Regions from separate parts of the Sus scrofa genome. Here region 2 is linked to region 1. Evidence: chromatin contacts called from public promoter capture Hi-C data. All regions are on one chromosome and are shown on one strand. The core of a region is the stretch at or near the end of the contact, and the rest is flanking DNA. Distances in the headings are between cores, read along the strand shown. Region 1 holds the start of RAD23A (UV excision repair protein RAD23 homolog A). Region 2 holds the start of LYL1 (protein lyl-1).

Region 1 (4,116 bases), core at 636-3,135:
CTATCTAGCGCCACATCCCACCACAGCTCAGCCCCACCCTGTTCATGGTTAATCTCTCTTAGGCACACAGGCTCTTGGCCAGCTCCCAAGCTAATCCACCCACCCTCCCAACCAGCTACCTCACCTACCTTGGTCACCATGACGACCACAAAGTTCTTCTCATCAATTCGATAGTCCCTGATGGGGACATCGTCACTCAGGATCTTGCCAGCATAGATGAGTTTCTGTCCAGCCACGGGGAAGGCATCACGACCCTTCTCAGCTTCTATCTTCTCTTTTAGCACCTTCACCTGGAGAAAGGGGTACACAGTCATGGCAAACCCCAAGATTCTCTCTTCCCTTATAGTATAGGAGGAGAGGGGAGAAAACAAGCCCTGATGACTGAGAAGCTAAGCTTCATAATCAAGCATTCTAGGCTATCCCATCATTCAATGGAGTATTTACTGCACACTTCTATGTGCCAGGTGCAGTTTTAGGCACTGAGGACACAACAGAGAACAAAACTCAACAAACTCTGTTTTTGTAGAAATGACGCTTATTTGGGAGATGGAAGTCAGAAAATGTAAACACAATGTAATGAAAAACAGAAAAAAGGGGCGATAGGAGGGTTCCTCACTCCATGCTGCTGACAGTGGTTTTCAGTGGTAGAATCCTAAGTTTACAGTACTATTGTAAACATACATGTGTCACAAGTTTAAATCCTCATTGTAACTGGGTAAAAAAATTACCATTAGCCTCATTTTATGTCCAAGAAAAAAAGGCACAGATAGGTTGTTAACTAACTTGCCCAAAGGCAAACAGGCTGATGAGAAAATCTATTTCTCTCTCTATAAAAAGTGAACTTAAACATCTTCTTCATGAGATAAGTTGTGCGAATAATGCCAAATACGCATATTAGATTCGAAGTCTCTTCTCAGCTAAAAAGACAGCATAAGGTTTCGTCCATAGGCTCACTTGAGGCAAACCCCTACTGTTATTTGCTGTATGCGACTATGTCTACGTTCCTTAACTCCTAAATTTCCACATCTGTAAAACAAGAAGACTAAGTCCCCAAATGACAAGCCTACTTTGAAGATTTAGTAAGATAATACGAAAACGCTCAGTGACTGGTGAAGAACAAACACGGACCATTGAAACTCAGACCATTTATTATCTTTATCATCGTCGTTGCTGTCATCACCCGGCATCTCTTGGCCACTATTCGTAGATTCGGCCACCAACGTCCAGAGGAAACGCCTACAAAGCTGGGAACTAGGAGGCCCAGTCCCAGAGACAGCAGCACGACAGAAAATCTGAGCCTGCGGCTCCCGCGCCCCACGAGGGCGCTGACATTGGAGCCGGGGCCTGGCAGGCGCCCCGGGGGTGGGGCTTTGCCTGGAGATCGACACTAGAGCTCCACCCGAGCCACCAGGGCCTGGGTTGGGGACCATCGGGTAATCTGGAAAAGTAGGGCAGTTTGGGAGAATGGGCAGGGCCCGGCCCCGCGTCGTCTTCCCCGCGTCTCTCGTCGGGATCCCAGCCTCCCCCCGAACCCCTGGCACCCGTCGCTCCCGTTCCCAGGCTCAGGCTTGGTTCGCACCGTCTCATCAGGCTCCATGCGGATCTTGAAGGTCTGCTGTTGCAGCGTTTTGAGCGTGATGGTGACGGCCATGGTAGGACCCGAGCGACGCGGCGGCCCCGGGATCCTCACACAACATGCAACTCACGCCGCCGCCATCTTAGCGCCTAGCCGCGCCGCGCGCCGACCGCTTCCGGGGCAAACGGTGCGCGCGCCGACGACCAGGACACGTGACCTGCGCGCTGTGGGCCCCCCCCCCCCGCCGCCGCCATGGGCCTTCGTGAGCATGCGCACGAGAGCGGCCCTGAGTCAGGCGTACGCAGACCAACTTCTACTCAGTCGGCGTAGAGGGAGGTTTTCTCGCTTAACCATCACGTGGCTTCATGGGAGTGACGCCATCCCCGTTAGCGGTGACGTCATGAGGCCACAAAATGGCGCCGACGTCCAATTATCACGCCCATCAGTTTCCTTTTTTGTTGACGTTGAACAAAAATCTGCTTTGATACTTGTATCTCTACCGTAAAATCTTAGTTCATATTTTTTGCTCTTTCCAAATTAGTTTCATTCTAGTCTGGCCACCCTGACAGTACTCCTGTCTAACCCTGAAGGGACCTAGAAAGGATACTGAAAAGGTCACCAACAATTAAATGAAAATGCCAAACACGTTTGGCTGTGTAAACAGGCACACAGAGCCATTTTATGCCCTCATTTATTCTTTAGGAAGAGCCGGATTTTTGGAATTAATTTATACAGTTCTAGTTCCTGGGTCTCCCCCCTCTCTGCTGCTCCTTCCCTAACCACTATCTCCAACATGATCCGCAGTATGTAGAGTATGTAACTTCCAAGGCTTTCCTACACTGAATACAAAATTCTCTCCTTTCCCTGGATATGCTAATTGGGATGTTTCCCAGAAGGGTGGGGCTGGGCTGCAGGACACAGGAATGAAGCACAAAAGAGGCCTGTCCAAGTAACAAGGAAATGAAGCGCTGGTTGGCCAAAGGTGAAAAACGTGCTATGGCAGACTGGTTGGAGGTGATGGACTCCCCACCTCCTTCATATCCTGCTTCAGAACCTGATCTTTTCACCATTCCCATCCCAGTAGGACACAGTGCAGTCCCCTGCCACCTCACTCATTTCCCCAAATCTAACCAGGTCCTGCTGCTTGTCCCTTTACCACACACCCTGAACTAAGAAGCTTCCACACAAGAATAGGCCACCTCTTCCCTTCAAGAAGTTCAGATCCCAACTTGGCTACTGAACATCATGGGTAAGCTAGATACCACCTTCTGAAGATATTTTGACTAATGAAAGGTATTTATAGCTTTTAACACGGGCTGGTATTAAGAACAACGTGTTGAGGAGTGCCCTGGCAGCAAATTGAGCTAAGGATCCGGCACTGTCACTGCAGTGGCTTGGGTCACTGTTGTAGCACGGATTCGATCCCTGTCCCGGTGGAATCAGCATTAAAAAAAAAAAAAAAAAAGTGTTTATAAGAATTCCCGTTGTGGCTTAGGGGGTTAAAGACCCAACTGGTAACCATGAGGATGCAGGTTCAAAACCTGGCTTCACTCAGTGTGCTAAGGATCAGCGTTGCTGTGAGCCGCAGCATAGGTCAGATAGAGCTTGGATCTGGCATTGCTGTGGCTGTGATGTAGGCCCACAGCTGTAGCTCCAATTAGACCCCTAACCTGAGAACTTTCACATGCTGCACGTGCAGCCCTTAAAAAGTTAAAAAAAAAAAAAGGCAAATGTTTAAAACTTTTGCTTGAGAAGATGGACACATATGGACCAATATAAAACAGTTTGTATGAGATAGTGGCTAAGGTATGGTTTCAAAGCCCTGTCCCATCTCAAACTAAATTCTGGCCCTCGTCTCATGAAACTGAAGTGATACTAGAACCAAAACTGAACAGTTTGATACAAGGACTCAATGACTTAATACATAGGCTATTTGTAGTGGTACTTAGTAACTTACTCTTTCCCACTCATTTGCAGTTCTGCCGGTAAACCAGGGCCCTTGTAACCTTATGGGACAATTAACCAACACTTTTAGTGGCTGAAAAAATGAGGCTCACTTAGGAGTCACCTCCCCCAGAAGGAAACACAGGAGGAAGACACAAAACTTAATTTAATAGAAATTTCGTTTGTAGTTCTTACATTCTCAGTATGAGCCGAGCTAGAATCCCCTGCCCCACTCAGAAGTGGCCGAGTCCTGGGGGCAGGGGAAAACTGTGTGTGGGGGCGGTCAGAGCTCAGGCCCCAGGAGCCCCATTCTTCCTCAGTGCTGGGGGGCCTGGGTTGCCACCCTCTTCTCCCACCCCCCCACTCTGGGATCAAGGAAGGAGAGCAGATAGAATTTTGGGCCTGGGGCTTCTCCACACAATTCACCCAGAGTCCCCAAGTTGGAGAGGAACTAAGGAATCTGGGGAGAGGAGATAGAAGAAAGCAAAGATATCAATCAAGAAAGATGAAGGCCAGGGTGAGGGCTGAAGAAGAATCAAAGACAAAACACCAGTTAAAAAATAGAAAAAAAAAAGGGGGGGGGAACAAAACCAAAT
Region 2 (4,116 bases), core at 1,115-3,614, 150 kb before region 1:
AAGCCACAATTGCAACTTACGCCACAGCTGCCACAGTGCTGGATCCTTAACCCACTATGCCAGGTCAGGGATCGAACCCGCATCCCAGAGACACCGCCAATCCCGGGGCACCACAGTGGGAACTCCAATTTGCTGATTTCTGATTTGCCCCATTGCTTGTCTGTCTCATGTGGTAGAAAATCAGCTCTGCCAGCAGCAGGCTTTAGGCACACTGTAGGCAATCAACAAATGTGTATTAAATGAATGATAGAATCCTGACATCTGCACACACAGCTTTCCCAGGGTACACGGAGCTGCACAGAGGTGGGTAGGCCGTGGGGCAGTTGCCCTTCAGACCCCACCCCCATTTCCCCAGGCTGCAGGCCAATTTCACCATCCGGGATGATGCCAACCCCAGCTCCCGCCAGCGAGGACTCAAGCGCTTCCAGGCCAACCCCGAAGCCAACTGGGGTCCCCGGCCCCGTGCCCGGCCAGGGTGAGCAAGAGTGGGGTGGAGGTGGGGCTTGGCTTGGGGCAGGGGGCGGGGGAGTCAGGGCAAAGGCCAGGGGAAGTCCCAGTTACTCACATCCCTACACAGAGGCAAGGCAGCAGGCGAAGAAGCTATGGAAGAGAGACGCAGGCTGCTCCAGAATAAGCGGAAAGAGCCACCTGAGGACCCAGCCCAGCGGGCTGCTCGGCTCAAGACATTTCCCTGCAAGAGGTTCAAGGAGGTGAGGTGCCCCCTAACCCACACCGAAGCACACATGGGTTCCCTTCCCAGCAACAGGGCAGGGCCAGGCAGAGCTGGGAGAACCAGGGCCAGGTGAGTGTGTGGGAGTGAGCTCTCCATCTAGGACAAGAACCCAGCAGAGGTTGCCAAGTTCCAGGCCTGGGTTCATTCACACCCACCATACCTCTCACCAGGGCACCTGTCAACGGGGGGACCAGTGCTGCTACTCGCATAGCTCCCAGACACCCAAGGCCACTGCTGAAGCTACCCCCACTGACTGTCCAGAGGCCCCCAGTCAAAACCCCCTTGGGCCTGGGGCTGCTTCTGGTCTAGGCATAGATTGAGCGAATAAAGTTTTCACCTTCCCCTGACTGTCATTTGTCTGTCTATCTGCCTGAGGGGCTCTGCTCATCTCTCTAGCTGCCTGTCTGGGGTCTGTCCATCTGTTTTAACTCCATGGGGAGCTCTGTGCCTCTGGGGTTGGTTTGTCCCGGCCTGAATGAGGTCCTGTCAGTGTGTCAGTGTTTCTTTTTTTTTTTTTTTTGCTGCACCCTCAGCTTGTGGAAGTTCTTGGGCGAGGGATTGAACCCATGCTGCAGTTGCAACCCTCACCACATATGTGGCAAAGCTGGATCCTTAAGCCATTGCACCACAAGGGAACTTCCCTGTCAGTGTTTCTGAATGGAGTATTCTGTGTGCTGGGGAGGCGGGAGCTGATCATCTGCCTGCAAGGTGCTCAGCCACCCATTTGCCGGCACCTGCGGTTCCTGAGGTGGCCACGGGGCGGCAGCCGTGCTTTCACGCCCGCGAGGGCCTTTACCCCCTTCCTCTTCCTCCCATCCTCCCAGCATCCCTCAGTGCTCCCAGAACGCGGGCACGCGCACAGGCGGGTGCTCTAGCCACCGCGCCCCCATATGGACTTCTCGCTCCCGGCTCCCCGCTGGGGCCTTGGCGGAAGCCAGACCGGAACCAGGCGCCTTGCGCATCCGCTCCAGACCAGGTGCTTCCTGCCCTGCGGCCCCTCAGGCTGCACACTGAGGCACCCGGCAGCTTGCTGCAACCCCTCCCCCCCGGGGGGGGGCAGGGGGCTGGTGTGTTAACAGAGAGGCCTGGGGCCCAATCGCCATCCTGCCACGTGGTAGCTGTGGGACCTGCAAGCACCCTTCACCTTGCTTCATCCCCATCTGTAAAATGAACCTAATTCCAGAACCCATCCTATTAGCTTGGATACCACTGTTAACAGATGCTTAGGACTGTACTCTTGCTTCTCTGGGACAGTAGGATTGTGGCTTGTGGGGTCCTGAGCCTCACCTGATTCCTAAGAGGGTGGTGATGGTGGCAGCTGAGGGCCTACCTGCGGCTCCTGCAGTCACCCAGATACACACTGGGCAGAGCTTGACCGACCCAGGTGGGAGGGTGCTGGGGATAAACAACAGTGTTGTCCACTGATTACTTAGTTGTATCTGGTGGCCCTCTCTTCGTGAGGTCCGGCAGGATTTTGAGTTTTACCGCCATTCCAAGATTATTTACTCCACATCTCTTTGTCGCTGCCCACCCTGAAGTGGTCAGCACCGTGGGATGAGGGCCAGGGATCTCCAAGCTGGGACTATGTGATCCTGTGATATAGAGGCCCAGGACTGTGGGAACCTGTTGGGGGCACCTGTTAGAGAAAGTTCTGCCAGCTCTGGCACCATAGGAAATCTCCCCCAGCTGTGGCACTTCCTCTCACCCTCCTAGGCCTGGCAAGGTGGTGAGGATGGTGCACTGGGGGCCCAAGACACCTGCCTAGGGTGGACACCCAAGGCCAGACTGGCAGAACTGCCCTCCAGTCAGTGCCCCACACCGGGGTGGGGTTGGCAGAAAGGCGCGGGAAGCACTTTGTAGAAAGAGGAACCAGGCAGGGTGAGGAGAAGGGGGCCCCAGGTCACGAGGCCCCAGCGGGGCCGGAAAGGGCTCTCCACCCTCATGAGTACAGACACAGCAAGGGGTATTCAAAGCTGGAGGACAAACCCGAGTGACATAGGGGCCACTGCAGCCCTACCTTGGTTCTCTTCTGTGTGCATCTGGGCACCTCGGGCCCAGGGGTGTGCACTAGGGCCAGGATCCTCTAGTGCCTGGGGGACGGAAGGTAAGGCCCTGAGGGGTGACAGACCGTCCAGCATGTGCCAGCGGGGGGCGGGGCCATGAGGCCCGCGCGCGCTCGGAGATCCCCGCCTGCCCGCCTGCCGGTTTCCTCCGGGGTCAGCCCGGCTCCTTATCAGGCGCGGCCAGGCCCTTATCTGCACTAGCCCAGCATCCTCTGGCCACTGCGCCAGGGGTGAGAGGGAGGAAACCAGGCCGCCAGGGGCGGGGAGAGGGCGGGCGGCCCAGAGCTGCACACTTTCCCTGGAGGGACCTACGCTGTTGCCGCCGCGGTGGCCCTTGGGAGCCGAAGAAGAGAGGCGGCCCCATGCCACGGCCCAGACAAGGCGGCCAGCTGCCAGCGGTAAGGAGCGCAGAGGCCGGAGCGGGGTGGCAGCGCCTGCCTGAAGCCGTAACCGCATCCTGGCCCTGAAGGACCGAATCAGGGCCCATCAGCAGGCAGCCGGACCAGTGCTGGGGTAAGAGTGGTGTGGGCCTGAAGCGGGATCTTGGACCCACCTGCATTCATTCATTCGTTCCTTCCTTCATTCATCTGGGGGGCCCACTAAGTAAGAGGTCAGGCCAGCTTCCCCACTGCCTAGCTAGGGAAGACAGGGCAGATGGGTCAGGAATCCCAGACATTGCTGGGACGCTGGGCCATGGGGCCAAGAGGGACCAGGGCTGTGTGAGTAGGGTGCACAGGGGTGAATGCTAATGGGGTAGGGAGGGTGGGAGGACACCAAAGCCAGAGGGAGGACTGGAACCTGACTTTGTACTGGGCAGTAGGGCTAGCATTTGGAGTCATAGTGTCAGAGGTGGGGTTGCAAGGTTAGTAAGGGGGATGTTTTTAGGGGGAGTGGTCATTGGAGTGATTACGGAGGACTTTCAGAGTCTGACATGGAGACAATGGGAAGAGCCTCAGAGTTATAGCTGAAGGCCACATGGTCAGCCTGGGGACAGTGGTCAGTGATGGAGCAGTCAAAACGGTGGAGGGACTCCAAGGTCACATGGTATCAATGAAGAATCTCGGGATCAGATCTGAGGGTCACAGGGAGCCTTCTGGGGTCACAGGGTCCATCAAGGATTTCCTTCCTTGTCCCTCCCTCCAGGCTCCAGGTGAGAGAGGATTCTGGAAAAAGGGAATTTGCTCAGGGGCTCCACAGCTGAAGCCTCACCGACAGCTCAGAAGCACTACTGCTGAGCTCAGCGCTGCCCGGCACCTCCTGCCCTTGTGTTGGACCCCCTCTCATGTCCTGGTAGTTTCTGGACCCATCCCCCATCAGCCT

Evidence for each region. Promoter capture Hi-C pulls out the DNA fragments that hold promoters and counts their contacts.
Region 2: a promoter capture Hi-C map of fetal liver shows a contact between it and region 1, with 2.5 times the contacts expected there. The contact joins the promoter of LYL1 here to the promoter of RAD23A in region 1. A contact is called at or near these places in 3 of 5 promoter capture datasets (fetal liver, fetal skeletal muscle and liver), 2 of 47 Hi-C or Micro-C datasets (fibroblasts and liver) and 2 of 2 datasets of contacts at active chromatin or transcription factors (alveolar macrophages and skeletal muscle).

Annotation. Positions count from the first base shown.
Region 1 is chr2:66,094,592-66,098,707 of Sscrofa11.1, forward strand. It overlaps RAD23A (UV excision repair protein RAD23 homolog A), which reads right to left and starts at 1,886. Exons shown (of 9, transcript XM_005652877.2): 1 at 1,580-1,886; 2 at 129-290. The coding sequence starts at 1,651. It overlaps CALR (calreticulin), which reads right to left. Exons shown (of 9, transcript NM_001174133.1): 9 at 3,672-4,116.
Region 2 is chr2:65,948,244-65,952,359 of Sscrofa11.1, forward strand. It overlaps LYL1 (protein lyl-1), which reads left to right and starts at 2,365. Exons shown (of 6, transcript XM_005652880.3): 1 at 2,365-3,309; 2 at 3,940-3,946. TRMT1 (tRNA methyltransferase 1) reads left to right here. Exons shown (of 17, transcript NM_001243450.1): 15 at 356-475; 16 at 578-710; 17 at 904-1,080. The coding sequence ends at 1,053.